Linked DNA regions of Mus musculus: region 1 is linked to region 2. Evidence: chromatin contacts called from public HiCAR-type data. All regions are on one chromosome and are shown on one strand. The core of a region is the stretch at or near the end of the contact, and the rest is flanking DNA. Distances in the headings are between cores, read along the strand shown. Region 1 holds the start of Eed (embryonic ectoderm development). Region 2 has its middle 19 kb from the start of AI314278.

The links. HiCAR-type assays count read pairs that join an accessible place to other places.
Region 1: a contact with region 2 is called in a HiCAR-type map of fibro-adipogenic progenitors, with 5 times the contacts expected there. The contact joins the promoter of Eed here to the enhancer-like site in region 2. A contact is called at or near these places in 4 of 39 promoter capture datasets (the 3T3-L1 cell line, cranial neural crest, hippocampal neurons and 1 more) and 3 of 115 datasets of contacts at active chromatin or transcription factors (astrocytes, embryonic midbrain and fibro-adipogenic progenitors).

Annotation. Positions count from the first base shown.
Region 1 is chr7:89,979,301-89,982,510 of GRCm38.p6, reverse strand. It overlaps Eed (embryonic ectoderm development), which reads left to right and starts at 1,535. Exons shown (of 12, transcript NM_021876.3): 1 at 1,535-2,099. The coding sequence starts at 1,986. RefSeq lists cis regulatory regions at 1,058-1,065, 1,261-1,268, an enhancer at 1,240-1,276 and a promoter at 1-1,699.
Region 2 is chr7:89,443,673-89,446,934 of GRCm38.p6, reverse strand. No RefSeq gene overlaps it. Among named protein-coding and RNA genes, the nearest start is that of AI314278, 19 kb to the right of the region's middle. Within about 2 kb of position 1,629, at least 48 of the 459 cell types and tissues checked have an H3K27ac peak or open chromatin away from gene starts, as enhancers often do. A contact at or near this core is called in fibro-adipogenic progenitors, where this site is marked.

The sequences.
Region 1 (3,210 bases), core at 286-2,785, 540 kb before region 2:
AATGTCTTGTCTGTTTCTACCTCTTCATTTCACAAATGACAAATGACAATATAGAAACAATTCTGTCCTATAATTTCTACCTCTTCATTTCACAAATGACAAATGACAATATAGAAACAATTCTGTCCTATAATTGAGGAGAGGAAGTTCTTCATTCAGACATTCCCATGGCTTAACAATACACCCACCAAATCCACAAGGCTCACAAATTTATTATTTGTCTGTCAAGATTGTACCTGAGGGGACAAGTGAGCTGGCTCAGTGGTTAAGGCTGGCTACAGGCTGGCTACAGGCTGGCTACAGACTGGCTACAGGCTGGCTCGCAAACGTTAGTGACTCCAGTCCCAGGGATCCAACATCCTCTGACTTTGTGTACCAGTACAGACATGTGGGGCACAGACATACACACACTCATACACACATTTTTTTTAATCTAAAAATGAAAAATTAAAGAGTTTTTAATGATACGGGCAAATTTAGTTACCTTTCCCTATATTAAAAAATTGCCTTTTACCTAAGTCTCACAAACTCATGCAGTTGCTCACAGTGACTTATAGGTCTTGTCAGTTTCCTAGAGCCTCAGCTTTCAACAGCTAAAACGAACACTTAAGACTATGAATTATGACAATTCAGAACCATGTAATTTTTATTTATTTATTTTTGGAAAGAGGGTCTATAACGAAGCCCAGGCTGTCCTGGAACTCCTCGTGTAGACCAAACCAGTGTGTAGCTCTAACACACTGCAATCGACCTGCCTCTGACACCCTAGTGCTGGAATAAAAGGCATGCCCCCATACTCTGTCCGATCCATACAATTAAAAAAATTTTTTTTCAAACAGGTTTTTAGTAAATAGCCTTGATTGGCTCGGAACTTGCTATGTCGACCAGGATGATCTAAAGATTGAGGCGAGCAGGCAGTACTTCCGTTGTTGCCCTTCCGATGTTGGATTACTAGAATGTATCATGCATCACAAGGTATTTTTACTTAAGTCTAAATATGTAATTTAAAATACAGGCTTACTTAAGCCAATAGTGGCACCAACCGGTTGAATATAACCAATCATTGTAATAAGTATTTATTAGATAAAATATCTGCCCAGAACGGAGGCGTGTCCGTAGGCACTGATTTGGTACCGTTTTGAAATCCTCCCCGAAGCTTCAGAAACCGGTGGAAAGACTACCTGGTTCAGCAGACAGAACCGAGGGGAGGAGGGGCCAGGAGGCGGCCTGTCGTCTCCGTAACCCAGCGCGAGAATACGCCTCAGCGCATGCGCACCTGCAGGTGGGACCCGTCCATGTGCCCGATGGGGGAGGCGAGCAGGGAACAGCCTATAGATTTTGAATCTCTCCCTTCAAAAAAAGAATCTAGGCTGTGAGAAGTTCCGTAAACACTAACTCGAAGTTGTTCTCCCGAGCTCCGCATCAGGGACCGTAGACACAGACCCCCTAAAACAAGAGGTGACTTCTCTTTCCTCCCCCCTCCCTCGGGAGCAGTGGTGGGCCGATCCAGGCCACAGACTTTCGTTCGTTTGCAGCGGGTCGGAGATCGAAGGATTGAGCCAATTGCGGATGAAACGTCTTGGCCAGGAAGGGGGTGAGGGAGCAGCCCTTTGAGTTCCGCCTCGTCTCTAGGCGCTGGTGGGGAAGGGGGACGTAGGAAACCCCTGCCCTCTGAGCCAGCAGATCCGACGCCTCGGTGCAAAGTGTCGAGAGGGCGGCGGGAAAACCGCCCGCCCGGACCAAGGGACGGGAAGCAGCCGGGAAGCCGTGCGGGAGGGCGCGCGCGTGCGCGCCCCTTTTTCAGCAGTGTGGCGGGGTCGCACGCACGCCCGCCTCGGCGGCTGGGCGCGATTTGCGACAGTGGGGGGGGCGGCGGCGGTGGCGGCGCCGGCAGCTTTGCGGCAGGCTCGGGCCGGGCGTGCTTGACGGCGGTGTGGCGGAGGCCCCGCCCGAGGCGGCAAGAACCTGGAGGGAGGCGGAGGAACATGTCCGAGAGGGAAGTGTCGACTGCGCCGGCGGGAACAGACATGCCCGCGGCCAAGAAGCAGAAGTTGAGCAGCGACGAGAACAGCAACCCGGACCTCTCGGGAGACGAAAATGTGAGTGCAGCCCCGCCTGTCCCGGGACTGTGGAGTAGAAGTTTCAGGTTCTTTGGTAACTGCGGTCGGGGCCGGCGGGCGGGCGGCCGTGGGGGGAGGGAAAGGTGTCACCCGCGCTCAGGAGAACGCAGGCGTGCGGGGAAGTCCGGTTTGGCTGGGGCTTTCGAGCTGGGACTGCGGCAGATAGCAAGCAGAAAGTTGTCGAGGAGCGGATTAAAGGTCCCAAAGGGTCTGCGAGGTCCGCTCAGATCGTCCCTGCGTGGGAGACGGAGTTTGTGCCTTTGGGGGCTTGACGCTGATTGCGAATCTGAGATTGTACTTACTGGTTTAAAAGGCATGCTCGAGGTAAGAGGTTCAGTTTTCCCCAGGAAAGTTGGTACGAAGGGTCCTCGTAAGGATCCGAGGGGCTGTGTCACTGTAGAGCACTACGGGATCTTCAGGATGGAAAGTATAGATCTCTGGCTTGGGTTTACGTGACCGTGCGGTTATGTATGCCCCTTTCCATGGAAGTGCGGTGTGCCTTCGTGTCGACTTTTTTGTGGAAGGAGTAGAATCGAGAAGATCGTAGAGGGGGAGCCACCTTTGATTAAGGCAAAGGAGGGAACAGTTTGAAAGTTTTTGCTTAATGTAAAGGGATTGGAAGATTTCAGGCCACCGTGGTAAATTCTGTACTTGAGCCAAGTGTGAAGATTAAGGGAAGTCGGTGCTTAGAGAAATGCCGCCCCGTAAAAAAAAAAAAAAAAAAAAAAAAAAAAAAAAAATACTATGCAAGCGTTGTAAAGAGTACTAGACACGTGTTCTAATAATTAGATACTTATATTCTGATAGGGTAGCGTAGAGGCTTTGGCCTTTCGTATAATGATTACTTAGACTTTAATGAAAATGTCAAATTTATAATGAGGAAATTGTCAGGGAAAAAATTTAAGTGAAAGCTCATTTTATCTTTCCAAACTCCTAAGGTACATTTTTTGATGCTTTCTAAATTTATCCATAGTTGAATGATTGAGTTAGCTTTTGCTTCGGTCCCTTCAAAGAGGGACAAGACTTAACGTTTTGGTATGTGTGTTTTTGACACATTATTGAACCCTTTGGGGTCCTCTCAGAAAAAGGG
Region 2 (3,262 bases), core at 380-2,879:
CTGCCAACAAGGAGTTTTTGATCTTAGCCATCCTGACCAGTGTAAGATGGAATCTCAGAGACATTTGGATTTGCATTTTCCTGAAGACTAAGGATTTCGAACATTTCTTTAAGTGTTTCTCAGCCATTAGAGATGCCTTTGTTGGGAATTCTCAGTTTAGCTTCTTAATTGGATTATTTGGGTTGTTGGTGTCTAACTTCTTGAGTATATATATATTGGATATTAGCCCTCTGTTGGATATAGGGTTAGTGAAGATCTATTCCCATTCTATAGACCTCAACATAAAATCAGATACATTAAATCTAATAAAAAAAGAAAGTGGGAAATAGCTTTGAATGCACAGGAGACACCTTATTAAACAGAACACCCACAGCTCAGGTACTAAGACCAACAATTAATAAATGGGACCTCAGGAAACTGAAAAGCTTCTTTAAAGCCAAGGACACTGTCAACAGGACAAATCAGTGATTTCTACTGAGCTCTTCTCAGGTGCCTTGTGTCACCTATCAGCTACTATGCCATTTATCCAGAGAATGCTTTATTTCATATATTGTATTTTCAGTTGTACATTAATCACTTTTTTTTTACTTTTGTATAAGTTGTTTATCTGCACATTTTTATTCACTCCTTGATCAAAATTATTTATTCTCCAGTGAGAGATCCCAACCTAAGTCTTACATTTTTGCAGGTAGGTATATTGCCCGCAAGTCTTTGAACAGAACTATCATAAGCTATTTTAATATCATTACTAGCTAATTCTAATACCTAGTTCATCTAAATGGTTGTCTCTGTGTATTGCATTCCCTATAAAGTATGATTTACATGTTTGTATTATTTTGTAGTAATTAAAGATTGGTATACTTTTCCATTTATTTGTGTATATGTATTCCTATGTATGTGAGTGCATGAGTGCCATTGTATACATGTCAAAGTCAGAGGACACTTGTAGAAGTTGCTTCTCTCCTTCCACCATGTGTGTTCCATCAGTTAAATTAGGGTTGTCAGGCTTAGCAGCAAATGTGTTTACCCACTGACCTACCTTTCCTTTCCACCTTTTAGTAATTTTGAATTATGTCTTCAACAATGTGATATGTTACAGAGATTGTTTTCTGTCGTAGTCATCCTGTATTGAAACTGTTTTGCTCTAGTAGTGACATCCAGATTTTCAAAAATGGATATCTTAGAAAGTGTTGCACGGGATTTCAAAATGAGACCGGAGGCAAGAAGCATCTTTAACATCTTTAAGCATCTTCAACAACAGTGCAGCGAAACCTGCATCTTTGAGACTCCAGGAATTTGATTAAAAGGGAAGTTTGCATTGGGAGACTCAGACCCCTACTTTCCAACACTCCAGTAAATGGCTGAAAACTGAGCCCGAACTGAAATGTCAAGAACCCCTGGATATAGATTGAGAGGCAAGGTAATGATTTGGGATGTCATTTTCACAGGAGGAAGTGAATGTTGTGACTTTTCCTGAAGAGACATGGACGGTCACATCCTGCCCTCTGCGTAGTGAAGCAACAACAGAACAAAGAAATAGTTCCCCACAAGTCTTAAGTAAATGAAATAGTAAGTGTGGGTGGGGTTACATACAAAACATGGGTGACTCATACGCTGCTGCACTGCCCGAAAGCCAACAGTGTGGTAATACCTCAAACAGCCTCTTCCATAGTTTCCTGAGCAACTGGAAGGCCTGTTTGAGAGACTTCTTTCCACAGAAATTGTTGTGACTTCTTGTGTAACCTTTGGAAAGAGCTATTGACATATTTTTTTGCAATATACTTTTAATAAGGGTTCAACCTCTCCTCTAGCCCACCACCCAGCTAAGATAGTGAGAGAGAAAAGTTATTAGGATACGGGGGAAGTGGACTCTTGTTCAGCAATAGTTCTTTGGGGGTGAACTTGAACTTCTTTAACATCAGTTAAGTCCCATAGCAAACACCAAATACAACTCGGCAAGCTGCACATCAGTTCTCTAGGCAGGCAGCTACCAGGCACAAACCAGCAGCTGTAGTTCAATGGTGAAGAAACTACAGTGCTCGCCCACTGGCCTGAGGCAAGGCTGCAGACAACAGCAAGCTGCCGCAGGAACCTCAAGAGCAATTCTTGGGCAGGTTTCTCTCAATGGCAGCAGTACCACAAGTTCAGCTCAACAACGCTATGTAAGACAAACCAACACATGTACGCCATTAGCAAAGAATAACGAGGCAGAAAACAGCCAAACCAATGCTTGGTGCTCGTCTCCCACGGTCTATGGAGTCATATTTATATGCTTGCATCGAAGGTCCTTTCACATGTTTACTATATCAAAACATCCTCTCACCTGTGTCTGCTTCAGGAAAACACTCTTTCATGTGCCTGCTTTAGCAAGACATCCTTTCTCCTGTGTGCCTCAGCAAACCATCATTTGACATAAGTTACTAAGTCCCAAAGAACCTCCTACTTCAAAGGGCCTTTTGAATCTTGTAAGCTTCAGGAGATTTCTGAGACATGGAAGTTTTATTTCCTTTTTAAATCCCAATGAGCCACCATGTTTCTTCCAATATTTTAATATTGGACTATTTTAATTGGAAGAAATTTTCTACAAAACAGATGTCTTAGTTACCTTTCAATTGCCATAACAAAATACCATGACCAAGGCAACGTATAAAAGAAAGCACCCAATTTGGGGCTCAGGTTTCCAGAGGGTTAGAGTTCATGATCGTCATGGCAGAGAGCATGGCAGCAGGCAATCAGACATAGTACTAGAACAGCAGCTGAAAGCTTATATCCTTATTCACAAAAATGAGGCAGCAGGAGAGACACTGGGAAGGAAATGGGTTTTTAAAACCTCAAAGCCTGCACTCAGTGACACACCTCCTCAATCAAGGCTGTACTTCCGAATGCTTCCCAGACAGTTCCACCAACTGGAGACTAAGTATGGGAGCCATTTTCACCCAAACCACTACAACAAAGTGTGAGAAGACAAACAGAAGTAGGAGTTGAACCCGGGGAAGAAGCAGAGACTATAGAATAAATCAATGACTAAAAAGATCCAGAGTGCCAGGAAGAGTGGGTACAGTGACAGAACAGAGTCACGAAGGAATGCTGGGAGCTGGGAGCTTCAATTAACTGGGTAAGCTGAAGTCCAAGGAGCTCTCAGTCAGAATATCACTGCTGACCTTTGCGGGAGCAATGAATGGCAGATTGGAGAATGTTTAAAAGTGGAGGGAAGGTGTGGTGGGGTCCATATCATTCTGCATCTACAGGTGCCTTCAACCCT